Regions from separate parts of the Sus scrofa genome. Here region 1 is linked to region 2. A link is a contact called in public HiChIP or PLAC-seq data. All regions are on one chromosome and are shown on one strand. The core of a region is the stretch at or near the end of the contact, and the rest is flanking DNA. Distances in the headings are between cores, read along the strand shown. Region 1 overlaps REEP5 (receptor expression-enhancing protein 5). Region 2 holds the start of DCP2 (m7GpppN-mRNA hydrolase).

Region 1 (4,718 bases), core at 206-2,705, 78 kb before region 2:
CTAGTTCTACCGAATTGGGAGTGGTAACGTGTGTGTACATTTCCCCAGCTGCCACTCAAACGACTGCTTTACAAAGCTGTACTGGTATTCAGCTGCTATGGTGTTAGGAACGCAAGCAACCAGGCCAACTTCCGTTCTGCCTCATTTATCAATTAACTGTTCATTTGAAACATGACTCACTGGTGTTCATTTTCTGGAGTGTTACTGGGCAGATCACACCAGCACAAGGGAGTCTTCAGCCTTTGGCAGGCACTCCCTGTGGGCATCTGCACGCATCTGCGCACAGGAACATTCCCCACATGTGTGTGTACGCACAGATACATTAAAACATTTACTACAAAATTGCACATTACATGAAGTAGAACCGAAAGAGTGTCCTAAAATATAAGTACAGAGAAAATGCATGCAGAAAGCCTACTCAAGTACAAGGCCCATGGGATATTATAATTTAATTTGAAGTTCATATTTCTACATGGTAACATAAGTCTTTTCCTACCCAGAGGCAAAATCTACTTTCCAAAAACTTGGACACTGTCCCTATGTATATAGACAGTAAAGGTAAGCAAAAAATCTTACAACATATTCCTTTTTTTATATATATCAAAAATGTTTCCAAGGCAACATTATTCAAATTATTTTACCACAGTTCCTAATATAACATCGAGCTCTAATAGGAAGGTACAGGGAGAGCAGGAAGCTTTCATCCAGCCAGTGGTTTAGGTGCTCTTCTTCTCCTCACCCAATAAATTCACGGCGGCTTTCTTGGCTGTGAAGAGGAAAGAAAATTTTATCAAAGCTGCTTGCAAGGCTGGCTCTGTGCCTCGTGGAGCTACCAGATAACAACTTGGATGACTCAGGTTCTGGTGAGAACACAGTGAGGTCTGTGAGCAGGGTCAGGAGAGTTTCCAGGAACTGGACAAGAGACCTCATTAGCATAAATCCTGAAGGTTACCTGCCCCAGCCCCCTGGTAGTGACCTGTCACCTAAGCCACCTGACCTCTGTCCTCCTTTAAGTGTCACAAGATGCAGAGATTCCTTGGGTATATAGTGTTCCTCTGTACAATCCAGGAACTCTGGTTTGTGTCTGGAGTCGCCTGTGCAATGTCATTTTGTCCCCATCTGATGACAATAGGGTCAGCTTGCTATTCCATGGTGACAAAAATCAAAGAAAAGCACCATTCCCTGAATCAAGAAATGATGGAATATTTATATGCATATTTACTTTCTCTCATTGTGCCACCCTTTCCTTGTATGATGGGAAGGGTGTGCTGTAAGGCTTCAAGTTCCTGGTAAGGTGCTGCATTCATCAAGAAAATATTCCTACCGCGGGGGGAAACTAAGCTGTACCCTTCTAGTTACCAAGTGGCTTGGAATGTGCTGTAAGAATGAGTGTGCTCTGTGTGATGGGGTGGGGGGTGGTGTTTCTGGGGGCCTCCAGGGCCTCCTGAGTTTCCACACACTGCAGCTGTTCCTGATGGAGCCCAGGGGCCCCTCCTTTTTCACCAGCTGCCCAACAGCTGCTCTTCCTCCACTCAGTGAAAACTACTGAACACAGTTTACCAAAAAAACCACTGCAGCCTCTCTCTTAACTAGCCCTTTGTAAAAATGTCCTTTTTGGAGAATCCAGAAACTTCGATATGAATCCAAAATGTGTCAGCATTTAAATTCATTTTACTTTCATTCTCGGAAACCATGGTCTGTTTTGTTTTGTTTTGTTTGCTTTTTAGGGCCACACCCATGGCATAAGGAAGTTCCCAGGCTAGGGGCTGAATTAGAGATACAGCGGCTGGCCTACACCACAGCCACAGACCAGAATCTGAGCCATGTGTACCATCTACACCTTGGCTCATGGCAACACGGGATCCCCGACCCACTGAGCAAGGCCAGAGATCGAACCTGTGTCCTCGTGGATACTATTTCGGATTTGTGCCATAATAGGAACACCCTCACAACTGTGCTCAAGAATGTATCATATTAAAGTATAACTGGATTTTAGAGGACTGAGATCTCAGGGTGAGAGATGTGGCTGAACTAGACAGAAGTGACATCACTGGAAGACGCTGGTCAGGCCAAGAGCAGGGAGGAAGAGTTAGGGAGTCTAAAGAGGAAAAGGCGATCTCGGAGCAGGTGGCTGTGAGGGCTACACCTCAGGACAAACTTAAGACTATAGACAAGGTCCTGAAGGAGACTGGGGCATGTGCCCAGAGCAGGAGTCGGAGCAGAGCGGTCGGTGAGGGAGGAAAGAGAGGACATGCCACACATCACGACTGGGACAGCCATGCTGCTGGGGACTGTCTGGGGGAGCTCCCTCGCCAGGGGCCAGGTCCCCTCCCATCTCCCACTTCCTCATTCCGGTAGAGCTCTTGTTCGAAAATCCCTAATTCTGGGCCCACTTTCTCTACTTCCTAAAATCTTAAGTGCCCTGGAACTTAAGACCCATCATCAGCAAAATCTCTATCATCCATTTCTCCGTCTGTTTCCCTGATCTTGTTGTTTTTACAGAAATCTGGCTTTCCCCTGATGACATGGCTTCTCAAGTGCCCGCTGTTTTTTCCATCTGTGATCCTGGTCCTACTGGGTCTGCAGGTCTGGAAAGCGCGGTCTCGTACTTCATGGCCCTGTTCCGAATCTCATGTTGTCAGATTATCGTTCCAACTGGTCCTCCTTGTTCCTCTCTGACCTTTGTCCAAATTAAATATCACTCTCGAGCACCAGTTGTACTTTGATTATCAGTGACTGCAATGTTCTTCCAATGTGTTAGCCTCCTAGTTCCTCCCCTCAAAGAACCTTTACATTCCATCCTCACTGCTCCAGCCCACCCAGGAGCATCCTTGTCATGACCAGTATGGGCAGCCTCTCCCTAGTCGCAGTGTCAGCATTCCGCTCCACCATCACCTGTCTTGGCAGCTCACCCCCTCTCTCATCCTGCCTCCGAGTTCTCCCCCGACTACCTGGCTGTATCATCCATCGACCCTGTGACTGTTTTAGCTGTTCACCACTTCCCTCCTCACCCAGTTTAAATTCCATCATCAAACATTAGCCACTACTTAGTTCTACTCTCACTTCAGAGTTCCTACTTAACGAAATCAACCTGGACACAACTCTCTATCTATTTCAAAACTGCACCCATGTAGCTGGAAATAAGGCTGGGAAAAACCCCTCAAACATGATCTGGGCTCAAGGTAAGTTCATGAGCACAAACCTCAAGCAAGCCTTTAATACTCCCTGGCAATCACAGGACACTGACCCAGTCCACTCTCTCGGAGGAGCCAGCAAATTGGAGTCACACCCACTGATGACCATGGTACTTTCACGCTGCAACGGCAGAGCTGAGTAGTTGCAACAGAGATCTGATGACCCGTAAAAACCAAAGTATGATCTGAAGCTTTACAGAAAAAGCTTGCCAACCCTGGTCCTAAATAACTATTTCATACCACCTCCTCTTTCCAACACCTCGTTCCCCATCCTCTCCTGGTTGACCTTCTTTCTAAGTTTACCACCCAGCCTCCTCATCCATAAACTCTGATTTCCCTTCTGTAATTCTCAACTGTTCCTGCTCCTGTGACCAATCCCTGTATTTGTTCTCTAGATCCTATTTGCTCTGGTCTAGGTATGGACAGAGTTCCAGCAATTCGCCTTCTCGCTCAGATTTTTTGCTTTTGTTGTTCTCTACTGGATCATCCGTGTTAGTTTCAAAGCTACTTTGTTTCTTATACCCTCCAAAAAAGAATAAAATATCCTCAGGACCCCATTACCTTCCTCTAGTTACAGCCCCAATCTTCCACTTCTCGCTGCAGGAAAAGTCTCAAAAGACAAACCTCTGTTCTCTTGGGCTCTTCCTCCCATCTCTCACATCCATTCTGATCAGGATTTCATTCCCACCACTCCATGAACTGTTTTGTCATGTTAAGTTTGCTAGTGCCGTCCTCACTGCTAAATCCACGGTCAGTTTTCAGCCTTTGTCTTACTTGATCTGTCTGCATTGTGTGATAAAACGGATCACCCCTCCTCTTTGAAACACTTTCTTCACTTGGCCTCAAGGACACCACAGTCTCGGGTTTTCTTGTCCCCTCAACTGGCCACTCCTTACCAGTCTGCTTTTTGGGCTGCTTCTCATTTCCTCGGTCTCTAGACATTGGTGGCCCCAGGGCTCAGTCATCGGACTTCCTCTTCTCTCCCTACATCCCCTCTCTTAGGGATCTCACCCAGTGTCATGCTTATGATCCTGTCTATGTATGCTGACCCCCAAATGTATATCCTTAGTTCAGACCCGCCTCCTGAACTCCCAACATTTTTATCCAGCTGGCTGTGCAGACTTCTCCATGTACCCAGTCAACACAAAGTTATGTCCAGAACCGAATGCCTTTTTTTCCCCTCTAAACTTGTTATGCTCAGTCTTCCCCAGCTGAGTGCCAACTCTGTCCTTCCATCTGTTCAGGCTGAAAGCTTGGCCTCCTTCCTAATACTCCATGCCTAATCCATAAGCAAATCCTATTGGTACTAACTTAAAAATATCAAGAATTTAATGACTTCTTACCTCGTACCGCTACCCACCACGAGTCACGCCACCACCAACATCTCCAGCCACGTCACTGTGATAACCTCCTAACTGGTCTCCTGATTTCCTTCCTGTCCCCTTCAGTCTATTCTTGGCCTCTACAGCGGCCAGCGTGATCTTGTGCAAACACCAGACAAGTTATGTTGGACTTCTGATCAAA
Region 2 (5,179 bases), core at 2,084-4,583:
TTTATAAACCTCATTAATTGCTATCTGCCTATCCCAAGTGGTTATATACACCAAATGAGATAGCATATTTTAGAAAAATAAAGGTTTTTGTTTATTCATTTTTTTTTGTTTTTGGGTGTGACCACTGCATGCAGAAGTTCCTGGACCAGGGATAGAACCCACACCACAGCAGTGACAATACTAGATCCTTAACTGCTAGGCCACGGGGGAACTCAAAAAGTATAAGGATCAAGAATATTTTGATTGAGAGTTCCCATCAAGCTCATTGGTAACAACCTGACTAGCATCCATGAGGATGTGGGTTCGATCCCTGGCCTTGTTCGGTGGGTTAAAGATCCGGTGTTGGTGTGCACTGCTGTGTAGGTTGTAGATGTGCCTTGGGCCCTGAGCTGCTGTGGCTGTGGCAGAGGCCAGCAGTTATAGCTCCGATTTGATTCCTAGCCTGGGGAACTTCCATATGCCACAGGTACAGCCCTAAAAAGACAAAACAAGGAAAAAAAAAAAAAAGGTTTTGATCAACCCGATTATTTAAAAATCCTATCAGTATTAGAATTTAAGAACACTAACCCTTAACTCTAAACTCCAGTTTATTTCCCTTTCTCAAGCCACAGGCTGCAGAGGCCTGTGCATAGGTGGGTTTGGATCAGGTCTCGGGTTCTGTGGAAGTCACAGCTTGGAGGACCGCTATGAGGGTTGCTCCTGTGCACTAGCCCAGGGCTTAGGAATGTGTGTCAGAGGAGGCAGGGGTGAGGGGGGAATGGGCAGGGAAGTAACTTGGAAAATGCTTGCCCCCAGACATCACTGGCAGTCTCGGGGGGGGGGGGGCGATTGGTTTAGCACTTTGAATGAGTTTCTGGCCCCTAAAAGCCAAAAAGGTAGTCATATAGCTTCCCCTGAGTCAGGAGACTATAAAGAGATGAGGGAGCAGGGAGACTTCCTCTCGGTTCTTCAGTGGGCTGGTAACCTGATTTTTTTTTTTTTTTTTTTTTTTTGGCGTTGGCCCCTTTCCCTTCCTTGGCTTTCTTCCCTTCCTCTACTCACTTCCCTGCTCGGCCGCGAGTCTTTCCCAGGATCACCTCCCAAATAACCTACTTGCACTCAAGCCCTGTCTCAGGGCCTGCTTCTTAGGAAGCCCAAACTAGACTTGTACTGTGCCAGGGAAGATTGAATAAAGCAAACAGAGTATGTCAGCCTGTTCGCCCCAACTTGACTCCCAGAATTATTTCCAGTTTGGCTGGAAGGATTTTTCTCTTCAGGGAATTGACCAGCTGGAAAGACTGACCTACAGATACTGACTCCATGTGTTCCCAACCAATAGCCCAGTCAGATAATCCTACTGTGAAGCTCTTGGAAAACAAGTCCCACTTGCATGCTGGGAGTTTCTGATCAGCTTTTATAGCACTTGCCTTCAGTTTTTTAGTTCCATACTTACTCTTAAGTATGAGTGAATAGTTGAGGACCACCAGAAAACTTCTAATATGATAGGTGGACACCAAATTAATAGGAAAAAGCAACTGAGACGAATAAAAGACTATTCAGGAAGAAGGAAATGTTAAAAATGTATTAATATCCCCCTAGGGATAGGGCATCTTTGAAGCAAGACTGTGACACCACAACAAAGAGACACTTGGAATTCCTGTCATGGCCCAGAAATGAATCCAACCAGGAACCATGAGGTTTTGGGTTTGATCCCTGGCCTTGCTCAGTGGGTTAAGAATCCGGCATTGCCATGAGCTGTGGTGTAGGTCACAGGCGTGGCTCAGATTCTGCATTGATGTGGCTGTGTCTTAGGCCGGCAGATGAGCTCTGGTTGGACCCCTAGCCTGGGAACCTCCATATGCCTCGGGTTCGGCCCTAAAAAGCAAACAAACAAAACAAAACCCCAAAACAACAAACCCAAAGAGACATTTGCAGAATGAAAGAATTCTAGAAAAGTAAATATTATAGACAGCTTGAAAATAAAGTTGGAGAATCCTCCAGTAAAAAAGCAAAGGTCAAAGATGGAAAACAGGAGAGTAAAATAGATGGTAATAGGGCTCCTGTGTCAAGTTTGGGCTTGATCATATGTCAGAAGATAATGCAGGGGAGGTATCGGAAGCCAAAAAGATGGTAACAAGCACATATCTGAACAAAACAAAACACAACAAAAATTGGGCAGGGTTTGGTACAGGCAAAAAATGGAGGCAGAGGTCTCAGATTTGTGAGGAAAAATAATGCCAACCAGGAGTTTCCAGTATGGCTCAGCGGAAAGAATCTGACTAGCATCCATGAGGAAACAGATTCCATCCCTAGCCTCACTCAGTGGGTTAAGGATCTGTTGTTGCCTGTGAGCTGTGGTGTAGGTTGCAGACACTGCTGGGATCCAGCTTTGCTGTGGCTGTGGTGTAGGCGGGCAGCTTCAGCTCCAATCTGACCCATAGCCTGGGAATTTCCATACGCTGCAGGTGCGGCCCTTAAAAAAAAAAGAGAGAGAAAAAAAAAAAAAAAAAAACCCAAACTGATATAAAGGCAAAGTGTGTTTGGACAGAAATTTAGAAAAAAGATGGGAGATTAAGTCGAAGAATGGACTAAATTTCACGACCGTGCATGTGGGCCTGTGGGTCTGATAGCAAAGGAGCAAGTTAAAAAAATGGATGGATCCAGAGTTTCTTTAAGGATTCATCCCAAATGGATTGGACTCCATTACGCAAGATGGGGAATGAGTACTAGCCGGTTGGAGTGGTGTGAGCATACAGAAAGCGGAATGCAAGCTCCTGAGTTTGGGTAAAAATCAATTCGTATTTCTGTGATCTCATAGTGTGTCAAATACTGGGATAGAGACCCTTGTCTTCACAGCCAGGGCTGGGTGCCCGCAGAGGGACAGAGGCGAGCCACTACAAAACTTAAAAAACTCTTTTCAGGGGTTTGTAGCGAAAAGAGACATAACCCTTAGCCTGCAGGGGTTAGGGGCGGCGGTGAGTGTGTGTTGGGGATATCAGGTGACAGGAACCAGGCCTGCAGGCTCTGCAGTACAGACGTCGGAGCCTACTCAGCCACCAAGAGGACGCGCAGACCTTGCCCACATCCCGGATATGGTCTCGAGATCTACAAGTAAAATTGAAGTCCTGTAGACTTTCTAGTAGTGCCAAGAAAGCATAGGGCGCATGCGCCTGTCCCCCGCCCCAAGGCCCAGTCCGAGGCGGCGGGAAGTTGGTTTTCTGAGTAGCGACTGAGCAGCTTGAAGGCGGATTGGAGCCGACGGACCAATAAACAAATGTCTCATTGGCTTAGCTTGTCCAGGCTCCCGGTTCTCCAGCCTTCCCATTGGGCCTTTCAAGCAGAGCAGGGGCGTGGCCCCAGGGGCTCCGCCCCGCGCCCGGGCCCAGCCTCGGGGTCCTGGGTTGAGAGAGCCGGACGGAAGTGAGCGGGTCCCGCCCCTTCCCCTTCTCGTTTTCGTTGGAACCGCTGCCACCGCTGCCCCCTTTCTGACTAGCCGGAGTCTCCGTTCCGTGTCCTCGGTCCCCGGCCGCGCGGAGCCGGGATGCACTGCTCCTGCTGTGGGTCCTCATCATGGAGACCAAACGGGTGGAGATTCCCGGCAGCGTCCTGGACGATCTCTGCAGGTACCGTAGCGCCCAGTGCTGCTCCGGCCCCCTTCCTCCCCCAGCTTCTTTTCTCTCAGTTTCGGCGACCCCGGAGGCCTCTGGGTCTCCTACCCGGGCCCACATCCTGTCTTGGCTTTCTGGTCCTGCTGCTGCTCCCTTCCCCGGGTCGACCCTTACCGTGGATGACACTGCCCATCTTTTGCCCGCAGCCTCCTGATTGCTCACGTTTCCCTCCACTCCTCCTTGCTCTGCGTTGGAATTCCCTCGTTTTCTTAGTTCCCTATTTTTCTTTCCCAATGCCGCTTCGCCAAAGCTTCTGTCTTTGGCTTTTGGGGGCTGCCCCTCCCCCTCCCTTTGCTTTTTCTGCTCTCACTTTTACAGACCGTATTCTCCCCTCCTCCCCTCCGCCTGATTCCCCAGTGCCGTTGAAAAACCCCAAGTTTTTTTAAGTCTTAGGATCCCAGGTCATTGGACCTACGGAGGGAGCAGTTCACATTTACCCTTCTCTTCTGTGGCGTTCTCTAAACTACTATAAAGAATTGCTGTCTTGTTCATCCCCAAACTTAACATTAGAAGTGGAAAAAAAAGCCTAGAGTTCCATTTTCGTTTTCTTTTTTTCATCCCTTAATTATCCTTCTTAAAAGAAATTCTCAACTGCAGGCTTTTAGCTCATAGTATAGTTTTACAAGAGAGATTTTCTACATTCTTCTCGATGGCTGTATTTTCAGTTAGCTAAGCATGTGTAAAACGGACTTAAAATTTTACTTCAGGAAAAGAAAATATTTTTAGTGCAGTAATACCCCGAGTTTTCGTTGGCGTAAGTGGGTTGCGAAGTAATTTAAATTACAAATGAGTGCAAGTTCTGATTAAAATAACCGCTTTTCACCGTATTTATGTCTAAAAGTATGATTTTTAGTAGTTGTGTCTCATTCACGCCTTTTTTAATGGGAAGAACTGTATTTGTGGAGTTAATACTGAATGCCAGGCAGGCACTGGTTGCTCTCTTCACATGTATCATTTAATCCTAGAAACAACTCTGTTTGGTTGGTGCATTTATTTCCATTTCCATCTAAGAGACACACTGAGAGGTTGTAATTTACACAAGGTCACATTCATCCTAATTTAGAAAATCAAGATTTGAAAGCTAGGCCTTTTTCTCTTTCATGTCTGTGCTTTTTCTCTTACACAAGTGGATGTAGTAGAAAATCAAGTCTAACATCATACCCTCACAGAAGAAAACTACATATGAATAAGTAAATAGGCAAATTCTGCAACTGCTAAGAAGTAACAACACTGTACTTCTTTATAATGTTGTGATGATAACTTTTGGAATATGGGAGACTCGAATGAACCACTTAAGGCACTCATTTTCTATGATATCCAATTTCTTAAGAAAAAAGAGGTTTGATGTCTGTATAGATAAGTGACTGGAAGAATTTGTACCAAAAGTGGGATTATGATTTTTATTTATTATTCATGTTTCCAAGATTATAAAGCATATGCATTTTATAGTTAGAAAAGTTAAATATGGGTAATATTTGCGAAGGTGAGCAATAACTGTGTATTAGTTAATGGAGATAGAGGTTGATTTAGAA

What was found. HiChIP or PLAC-seq counts read pairs in DNA pulled down with a chosen protein or histone mark.
Region 1: an H3K27ac HiChIP or PLAC-seq map of alveolar macrophages shows a contact between it and region 2. The contact joins the enhancer-like site here to the promoter of DCP2 in region 2. A contact is called at or near these places in 1 of 5 promoter capture datasets (fetal liver), 6 of 47 Hi-C or Micro-C datasets (alveolar macrophages, fetal liver, liver and 3 more) and 2 of 2 datasets of contacts at active chromatin or transcription factors (alveolar macrophages and skeletal muscle).

What each region holds. Positions count from the first base shown.
Region 1 is chr2:116,879,793-116,884,510 of Sscrofa11.1, reverse strand. REEP5 (receptor expression-enhancing protein 5) reads right to left here. Exons shown (of 5, transcript XM_003480887.4): 5 at 1-766. The coding sequence ends at 717. Among named protein-coding and RNA genes, the nearest start is that of SRP19, 19 kb to the left of the region's middle. Within about 2 kb of position 1,455, at least 41 of the 83 cell types and tissues checked have an H3K27ac peak or open chromatin away from gene starts, as enhancers often do. A contact at or near this core is called in alveolar macrophages, fetal liver, retroperitoneal adipose tissue and 1 more, where this site is marked.
Region 2 is chr2:116,802,847-116,808,025 of Sscrofa11.1, reverse strand. DCP2 (m7GpppN-mRNA hydrolase) reads left to right here and starts at 3,333. Exons shown (of 11, transcript XM_003123832.5): 1 at 3,333-3,602. The coding sequence starts at 3,550.